Regions from separate parts of the Sus scrofa genome. Here all the other regions are linked to region 2. A link is a contact called in public Hi-C and promoter capture Hi-C data. All regions are on one chromosome and are shown on one strand. The core of a region is the stretch at or near the end of the contact, and the rest is flanking DNA. Distances in the headings are between cores, read along the strand shown. Region 1 has its middle 21 kb from the start of AMIGO1. Region 2 overlaps CELSR2 (cadherin EGF LAG seven-pass G-type receptor 2). Region 3 holds the start of TMEM167B (protein kish-B).

Region 1 (3,238 bases), core at 487-2,986, 240 kb before region 2:
GGACCTGACCCTGCCCAGCACAGGCTTGGTCCTGTTTCTTGCATCCCTCCTTCTCTCTCTGCCCTGATGGCCCCGTCTCTCACTCTTCTGCCCCTTGGATGGCTTCCCTCCTTTGGTCACTCTCCCTCTCCTGCTCTCAGAGCCTCTTTGCCATGGGCCTCTGCTCCCCGCCGCTCTGGCTCTTCGCCTCTGTGTACACCTTGCCTTCCCCATCTCTCTCTCCACCCTCACTTCCTCCTCTGCAGCGAGTACACTGAGAATCTGATTCCTGCCTCCTGGACTAAGCGTATAAATAGCAGAGGAAGGCTGGGCTAGAAGCCAAACTTGCTCCAGCCTCTTCCCTGCAGCCCCAGGCTTGGGCATCCAGGACTAGCCGGGGAGGATGGGTGTCGTCCAGGGCAGAGTCTCCGGGGCAGGGAGTTGGAGGGCTGGGACTGACGCCCACTGCCCAGGGTGGCAGACCCAGGCAGAGAGAGGGATGTGACAGACGCTGGGGTGCGGAGCTTCACGTGCAGGCCAGGTCCCCCTCACCAGTCTGGCCACCCCCACGGACACGCTTGTGGGGTCCGTACTTCTGCCGCCAGAGAAGGCGCTCTGGGTCAGGAGACTCCCCAGGGCCACTCGGCGGCCCCCCCTCCTCCAGGGCACAGATGCGTGGGCCCAGGTGGCTGCCAGCAGACGGCAGCTGGGGACGGGAGTGGAAGTGGTGCCCTCAGGAAACAGGCCACACTCTCACCCCAGCCAGCTCCACGGCCTAATTAGAGACCGGAACGGGCATTGATCGTCCCTGAGCTCATTATGTCACAGCTGGGGAACAGCTGGCCAGTTTTTTCCAGGCCATTAGCTGCGCCATGAAGTGGAGAGAGGGAGGGGGCGTGTGAGCAGGATCAATACCCCGTCTGTCTGCAGAGGAAGCGCCTAGGGGCTGCCTCCTTCTGTGCTCAGGGCCACGCTTCCCTCCCTGCTGCCGGCCTGGAGCCCAGCTCCTCGGAATTCACACACAAAAGCCGCCTGCCTGGAGACTGGAGAGGCAGGCTTTGACTCTGACTTCTGGGCTGGCCCTGATCTGGCCGCGGGGGGCGGGGGTGCCTGAGTCTTCTCTCTCCAGGGATTAGAAGGGCAGGAAAGAGGTTCAGGTCACCCATGTGGGTCTCCGAAGGGACCTTAAAAGTCCGGCTCCTCCCATATCCACAGCAAGATGACACCTAAGGCGGCTGTTTCTGCTGCCCCCAGCCCAAGGCCCACCTCTCTGTGTCCCAGGGGGCTCGGTGGCTCAGTGGGTTTGGTTTCCTGTGGGCCGGGTGCTGGCAGGGGGGTGTTCTGACCTCTGGGAAGGGTGGGCCGTGGAAGGAGGGAGGGAAGAAATGGTAGTTTTTCTCCCCCTCCCGGGCCCCCAGGAAGAACACCGCTCTCGGGGCCTGACCCAGGAGGCCCACAGTCAGAGGGGAGTTCGGCTTTATTTCATGAACTGGCCTTTCACTTACTGAGCAAGGAAGTGTCTAGACCTCCAAAGTACCCCTAGGCCACACTGGTTGGTTTACAGAGAGAGAAAGCAAACTCTCAAAAGCCTTGAGCTCTCTATGCCTGGCTGACTGTTATTCGGCTTTGCTTTAGTTCTCTCGGTTCCTTTCCTGTTTGTTCTAAGGCAGCCCTGGGGTCTCTCAGTTCACATGTCCTCAGGCCACCAGTTGAGTTGTGGGAACCGCTGGGCTCCACCCCCACCCGACGCCACGCCCCACCCCCAGCACCAGCACAGGTCCAGCTACTGGCTTTCCAGGTTGTTTCCCTGCTCTGCTGAACAGGCCAGTTGGTGCAGTGGCCTCTGCTCCCCAGATGGCCTGCTGTTACCTCTGTTTCCAGAATCAGCAGTGAATTGAGCCTGGGAGTCACAAGGCCTGCGTTCCGGACTTGAGTTCTTCTAGGCTCAGCTCCAGCCCTAAAGAGCCGGCAGGCTGGTTGAACTACAAGAGCATAAAGGGCAGAGGGCCTGGAAAATGTGTGTCTCTGGTGATGGGTGAGGAAACCGTGCCCCCAGGGATCAGAAGCAATTTGCTCAAGGACACCCAGCTGGGGAGAGCAGATTTGAGAGCCGGTTTGCTAACTCCCCGGTGGTCAGTGCTGGTTCTACTCAGGCCCCAACCCCACCCATCCACCCCCAGCCTGGCCCTGGCCCCAGGGCCTTGGCTGTAAGTTCCCAAACTACTGATTAAAATCAGATGGATCACCCTTGACCCATCCGGTATGTCCCAGCAAATCCAACAAATGAATCCCTAACAAATCCAAAGTGCACTTGCTTCCTGAGGCCTCCCAGAACCAATCAGAATGTGCGGTGGTCACCACGGCTCCCAGAAGCAGCTCCCTCTCCCCTGAGCCTCCATCAGGTTGGGAGCAGCTGCTATCAAGGGATCCGATAGAGCGGAGACCAGCTGGGCTCTGCTGTGTCTGACGTTGATCCATCTGTCTGTCTGTCTGTCTGTCTGTCTGGGACCAAGAGGTGCTGAGGGCAGGGGGAGTGTGGTGATGACCTGGCTTTGCTGACCTTCCTCCAGCCTGATTCCCAGGGAGGAGTGAACTGAAAGAAGGGAACCGAAGATAGTCCTCCTCCTTCTGCTGGCGTTATGAGGGAAAGAATGTCCACATAGACTCGAAGAGGACACGGCAACTGGCCTCAGAGTCAGAGCAGGCCCGTGAATGAGTTCCTGGGACCAGCAGGATGGCCTCCTCCTCAATGGCTTCTTTGATTCCAGAACAGGGAGTGACAGCAGGGGCCAAGATGCTGAACCTGCGTGGTTCTAGCTGGAACAAGAGGTAGGGGGTGCCCACACCACCTGGAGAGGGAACCCCAGCACAGGGGATCTTGTGACTGGCTCTCTGAGAAGCCCAGGAATCAGCCCAGAAAGAGAGCACAAGATGTACCAATGCCAAACCACCTCTCTTCAGGGTGTCCGAGCCGAGGAGAGCCGTTGTTAGGGTCCTGGCTGGGTGTCCCCTCGATGCCATTTATCCGCCCTGTGGACTGGGCCAGGTCCTGGTCTCTCTGATCCTTAGGCCTTCCTGATCTGTGACGAGGGGCAGGGAGCAATTTTTGCTTCACAGGCTGCTGCAGCTTTAAGTGCACAGAGGGCAAGGTCCGGGAGAGGCTTGCAGAGCGTGTAAAGCAAGAACAGTCATTATCCCCACGGCTGTCAGCTCTGCTGCAGTGTGTGTGGCGTTAGGACCCAGATTCCTAAGTTGCCAG
Region 2 (2,800 bases), core at 72-2,571:
TCCCCATGGCAACGCCCCACACAAAGCATTCTTCCCGCCCAACTCTGGGCTGCTGAGGGTAGCCGGGGGGCCCCACCCCAGGAAATCCAGCTGAGCCACCTTACCGGTGGAAGCACCACCCACTGCCCTGCTGCTGCGGGGTCCGAGGGACCAGAGATGGAAGGGCCTGGGCAGCTCTCCATCCTGCTGCCCAGACAGAGCCCCACAGGGCTGACCCCTCCTCCAGCCCTAGGCCCTCCAGCTCCTCATCGCCCACTTGGCTCGCCAAATTACAGCCTGGCACACCCTCAGGCCACACACTCACTTATGAACAGCTAAGTATGCACTCGCCGGTGTCTCACTCCACCCACACACCCTAAGCCCAGAAATACCATGTACACCTGAATGCGCAAATACATGGCAATGGATTTTACTCAGCTGAAAATGAAAACTAGAGGCCAAGGGAAGAGGGAAAAGGCTCGGCAGGGCTACAAGGGACACTCATTTTTTATTTACTACAGTGTCCTACACATAGTAGGTTTTCAGTCAATACTAAGATGTTCATGAGAATCTGTTTGGTCTCCATAATGAAAAAATGAGCTTCACAAACAGCAGGAGGAGCCTAAGCAGCTATGAAAAAGAACACCCTGGCAGGAATGGGGCAGGAGTTGGTGTTTCTGGGGTGGGATGGGAGTAGGAGAGGGATCTAGGAATAGATTCTGCGTCTTTGTCACATCTCCTGGAGGCGTCGACGGCACTGGTGTCTCAGTTGAGCCTGGGAAAGCCGAAGCCCAACACCTGTCCCAGCCATGACCGCGGCCCACCGCGCACCTGCCCTCCAGCCTCATGGTCTGAGAACGCCGAGGCCCGCCTGCTCCCAGCAGCAAGCCTGTTTTGTCGTCACCCACTTCTGCTCCTCCTTCTCTCGACTTGCAGATACCCAGATACCGCACAGGCTGTTCCTTCCTACCTGGCCTCTCCAGACACCGGCCCATAGTCCTAGTTTTCTAACCTGCCCTAAACTCACCTTTTCCAGGAAGCCCCCCCAGATTGATGACCTCAGGCTCTCCTTTTCTCCCTTCTTCAGACCCCCCTTGCACTGAGGTATGGAGCTGGCACAGGACTCCTGTTTACCTGGTGCCCAGCCAATCCTGAGTGTGATAGTCCCTCCGGGTAGAAAGCGGCCTAAGCGTCCACACAGAGTACTCCTAACTGATTGGGGAGGGGAGGCGGCAGTCAAGGCCAACGAGCCACGGAAACCTCATCACCCCTCAGCCCTGGGAACAAGCACTCCTCCCCACGTCCCTCCTCTGCTGTCTCAGGCCCCGCCTATGCCCCTCGCCCAGTGTCTCTGTTGCTTCCCATCTGTCCACCATCTGTGGCCACCTGCCCCTCTGCTATTGTCCCCCCTCCCAGCAGTCAACTCACTGCCCTCTCCTGCCTCTTTGTTCCTCTCCCCTGCCTTGACCTGGGTCACCCCTCAGGTGCAAAGAAGATGGTGGGAACAGGGGTGGGGGGTGCATTGCGTGAGCCATCCTCCTGGACAGAAAAAAGGCTGGGGTGGGCCCTGACCCCAGGAAACACCGTCTGTGCCCAGAGCCCAGCCAGCCACACCTGGAAAAGTTCCACATCCCAGACTGTGGCAGAATCGGATTCCAAGCCTCCCTTCCCCTGGCAGATGTGCCAGTGGAAGTTGTAGGCCTGGAGGGGGTCTGCCACTCCCGGGGCTGACCATGCCATGGACAGGAGCTCCTGCGTGTCTTAGCAGAGGAAGAAAAGGCAGGGGGAACTCAGGCTTCAGGAGAGCCATGCAGCCCAGGCTGGGGCAGCTGCAGCCGCTGCAAACAAGAGAGGGGGAAATCAGAGAGGCATAAGCACAGAGACCAAACAGGGGAAGACAAAGGCCCAGGAAAAGAGCCAGCAGTGGAGAAAGTGGGAAAGGAGGAGAGAGTCACACAGGAGATGGGGAGAGGGCAGTGGAGGGGGCCCAGCAGAAGGGCCCCGGGGGCAGAGGCGGGAAAGAAAGAAGAGACAAAGAACAAGAGAAGGAAAACAAAGGGGCAGTGGGAGTCGATCCCTCTCACCCCAACCTCCCTGAACTTTGGGGTTGCCGTGGTGACTGCCTCCAAGGGTCAGGGCCGAGGGGAGAGGGTGGGGCTAGGGCCGGAGGGCCAGCCAAGGCTGCGCCCTCTATTCTGGGGGGCTGCGGTCTGGGGCTTTGCCCGGTAGAGACACGAAGGCGGGGGCAGGGGGGGCCTCCTCTGCCCCATCCCTCGGCATCCTGCGCACTCACTGAGTGGACTGGGGGGTGGACAGGAGGGAGAGGCCACGGCCCTCCACCGCTTCCCACTGGCTCCCAGCACAGAGAAGGACACGAGACAGGGGAGCTCCAGCTCCCACTTCCTCCTCCTGGAGGAGAACTGAAGCTTCCAGAGGCACAGAGCCTTCTCTGCGACCTCTAAACGCTCATGTGCCTTGGCTGTGATGGCCACCTGAGGAGTGCGGCAGGGGAGCATCAGTCCAGAAAGGGCCACAAGTAGGGGCGCTGAAGCCACGCCCTGTGTCCCGCCTGCCTCTCACTCCCGGCCTGGACTCCCTGCACTGGAAGTGAGGCCCGCCAGGCTCCTTTCCTTCCCCCTTCCCTGATGTGTCTGGAGTGGGGGTGCCCTGACCCGCCCATCCCCAGGGTGCAGCCAACAAGGAGCCCTCTGGAGGATCTCAGCAGTTCCCAGGTGTGGCGCAGGGGCTCAGGTGCCTGGGGCGGGCCCCCTCCTTGCTGGTGGCAGAAGAGACAGAACGTGGTCCCTGGCCCAACCCTCCT
Region 3 (2,840 bases), core at 228-2,727, 130 kb after region 2:
TTCTTACATATGTAAACCAAAACAGATCCTTTAACCTGCTGCAGCAGGCTGGGGATTGAACCTGCACCTACACAGTGACCTGAGCTGCTGCAATCGGGTTCTTAACCCATGCACCACAGTGGGAACTCCCCAAGCTGTTTCTTATTAACACAATGAATCACCTAAGTGCAAAAAAATAAATAAATAAATAAAGGGTGATGGGTCATGAACATTTATTCAATAATTACTGTGTTCCAACTGCTCTCTTATTTCTCAGTTTAGATGATTTCTTCCTCTGGGTGATATCCCTTCCTGTACTGTGCCTAATAACCTCGGACCTCTGACTGCTCCTGAAGCTCCAAAAGGATATTTTACAAAACCAGCATCTGCCAGTTCTGGGCCACCAGTGTACCGCCCTCTCTCCTTCCAGTAAAACTACCCCACAGCCAAATTAAAACAAGCGTCCAGTAAATTAAAACATACACTAAGTTTTTATGCTGAACAATATTTTACTTGCTAGTCTTTTTCTACCATAAATTCTGACAGGTAAAGCCAAAAGCCACAAGGACGGGAAATGTGAACCCTCAGTACCAGGTTTATGGAGAAGTACTTTTGAGAGATGCTCTCCTATGCGCCTCAAATTATACTGCCTAAGAAGCCTTCTCATCTTTCTTGTTAAGGTTGATGCTAAAGACTGCAAAGGCTTTGTTTCTTGCCCTTCCCTGGAATTCGGTAATCATGTCCATAAAGTGTTTGAAGACACCTGAAAAATTAGGTCAGACAAACAGGGTAGCAACTGCCACATCATTTAGAAGAGGCAGTGTCTAAATGCAAACCCTGCAACACTAACCATGGTCTCCAGATGGGATCGTCCAGGCAGGACTTTAGAATCAAATAAGAGAAAACTTTAAAGCATTTTTGCAAAACAAGTAGAACTTTTTTTTGAGTCTACATTCACTGCCCCCCCAAATGTGGAGCCAAAAATCCTCTGATTTTTTTGTCCTCCCTAGGAGCTTACTATCCAAAAGTATGAGAACGCAGAGGGCTGTGAGAAGGATCTGTTTTTCACTGGTGCTAAAGCGACATTAAGGGCCAGAACGAACTTCTAGAAAGGGGACAAGGGAAAGCACAGGGTAGGGGCCAAGGACTCGGGGAGGGGGCACATGAAGCACTGAGGGTTCCAGATGGGCACAGGGCGGAGGAACCCGCAGAGGGGTTGAGGGAACAGGAGTTACGGCCCCAAGAGAACAAGGGGGGACTGGGCTGGGAGGGGGCGGGGAGAGCGGCCACGTCAGTCCCGGCTCCGCCCGCCACGTTTCCTCTCGCTCTGCTCTCTCCTCCGCCGCTCTGGGCATTGGTTCTCACCGTTCGTCATGGCGGCTGGGCCGGGGCCTGGGTATGGCGTCCCGGGATCGGCGGTGGTAGCGGCGAAGGCGGGGGAACCCCAGCTCCCGCTTGACACTTCCCGATCAGGGCCGCAGCGATCAGGGCAGGAGTCAGAGTACGCAGGCGCAAGGGCAGAGAGGGGAGCGCCGAACGCAATCAGGGGTGGATAGTCGATTGCCGAGCTAGGGAACCTGCGTGGGAGGAATTGCGCTAATATGTGTGGTTTAGAAAAACGCTATCCCGCAGGGTTCCTCCGTGGCCATGGTAACCAAGTCTCTTCTGAGCGCCCCTGAAGAGTTAGTGTTGGGGCGTAACCTGTCCTGCTAGCGTCGTGGTTGAAAAAGGTAAAGGCTTCAGTTTTGCCCTTTATTTTGCGCTTTGGTAGCTGCAGTGTCTGCGTGTGTGCGTTTGGTGTGTCTGTAAGCGGCTGCCCGCCTGCAACGGAGAGGTGCCGCCTGCAACGGAGAGGTCTCCGTCTCAAGCTTCCATTTAAAAGAAGCCGCGCTTGCTGCGTCTCTCCTTACTCCTTAAACAAATCTGGAGAGTGAGGTTGCGTTTGGACTTTCAGTTAGGAACCTTATAACGCTAAAACTCTACATTGTTGGGAAACGTTTAGATAATTGCCTGTTTGCATCAATTTTTCTTTAAACTATCAGGATAGTCTCAATTATCTCTTGTATTTAGTTATGCAGGGGTCACCTCAACTTCTTTAACCGGGAAATGGAGATATTGGGACAGCTCTTCTCACAGCATTTTAACAACCTGACCAAATACACCGTCAGTTTAATGTTAGCGCGGGGTTGAGGAGACGAAGCCACAGGTCCCATTTTGAACAGCGAAATCCTTAATTACACACAACGCGACCTGCCTTTATTAGAGTCGGGGCGAAAGTGCGACTGAGTTGTTGGGAGCTGAAGGTTAGTTAAGGTTAGTAATCCGCAGATGTCTACATCCTAAAGGGATTCTTTGTCCTTCCTCCTGCAGAGCCACCTGCTGGCTGCGGCCTGCTTGGTTTTGAGGAAGAAAAGCTATCAAAGCCTCCTAGGAGTTGGAGTGGAAAAGCAAGCCAAAAAGTCTGATTAGGACAGACTCCTTATGAAAATACACATAAATGCAAATGAACTTATTTACAAAACAGAAATAGACCCACGGGCATAGAAAACATGGTTACCAAAGGGGAAAGAGAGGGAGGGATAAATTAGAATTTATAATTTGTAAATTATCTTTTAATCAGTTAACTCTTTTTCAAAATATCATTCCTCTTGCCCCCTTTTCCGTTCTACATCCATCACCTTTGTGATTTTGCCATTTCAGTCACTGTTTTTTCTTTTTTTTTTTTTTTCTGGCCACACCTGCCTTGTCCTCCAAGGGTATGGAAGATCCCAGGCTAGAAGTTTTTAAGCATCAATTAAATCCTCACAGCAGTGAGAACGTGCATTTGTATAACATTTTGACATTTTCAAAGCAAACACACC

What was found. Promoter capture Hi-C pulls out the DNA fragments that hold promoters and counts their contacts. Hi-C and Micro-C count contacts between places; a contact is called where the count stands out from the background.
Region 1: a contact with region 2 is called in a Hi-C map of epiblast stem cells, with 2.6 times the contacts expected there. The contact joins two enhancer-like sites. A contact is called at or near these places in 1 of 5 promoter capture datasets (fetal liver) and 10 of 47 Hi-C or Micro-C datasets (embryonic fibroblasts, epiblast stem cells, liver and 4 more).
Region 3: a promoter capture Hi-C map of liver shows a contact between it and region 2, with 4 times the contacts expected there. The contact joins the promoter of TMEM167B here to the enhancer-like site in region 2. A contact is called at or near these places in 1 of 5 promoter capture datasets (liver), 11 of 47 Hi-C or Micro-C datasets (alveolar macrophages, embryonic fibroblasts, epiblast stem cells and 6 more) and 1 of 2 datasets of contacts at active chromatin or transcription factors (skeletal muscle).

What each region holds. Positions count from the first base shown.
Region 1 is chr4:110,598,070-110,601,307 of Sscrofa11.1, forward strand. No RefSeq gene overlaps it. Among named protein-coding and RNA genes, the nearest start is that of AMIGO1, 21 kb to the right of the region's middle. Within about 2 kb of position 1,737, at least 33 of the 83 cell types and tissues checked have an H3K27ac peak or open chromatin away from gene starts, as enhancers often do. A contact at or near this core is called in epiblast stem cells, liver, retroperitoneal adipose tissue and 1 more, where this site is marked.
Region 2 is chr4:110,837,815-110,840,614 of Sscrofa11.1, forward strand. All of the region lies in intron 1 of CELSR2 (cadherin EGF LAG seven-pass G-type receptor 2), which reads right to left. Among named protein-coding and RNA genes, the nearest start is that of CELSR2, 6.1 kb to the right of the region's middle. Within about 2 kb of position 1,322, at least 22 of the 83 cell types and tissues checked have an H3K27ac peak or open chromatin away from gene starts, as enhancers often do. A contact at or near this core is called in epiblast stem cells, liver, retroperitoneal adipose tissue and 1 more, where this site is marked.
Region 3 is chr4:110,970,032-110,972,871 of Sscrofa11.1, forward strand. TMEM167B (protein kish-B) reads right to left here and starts at 1,478. Exons shown (of 3, transcript XM_001926138.5): 1 at 1,345-1,478. The coding sequence starts at 1,354.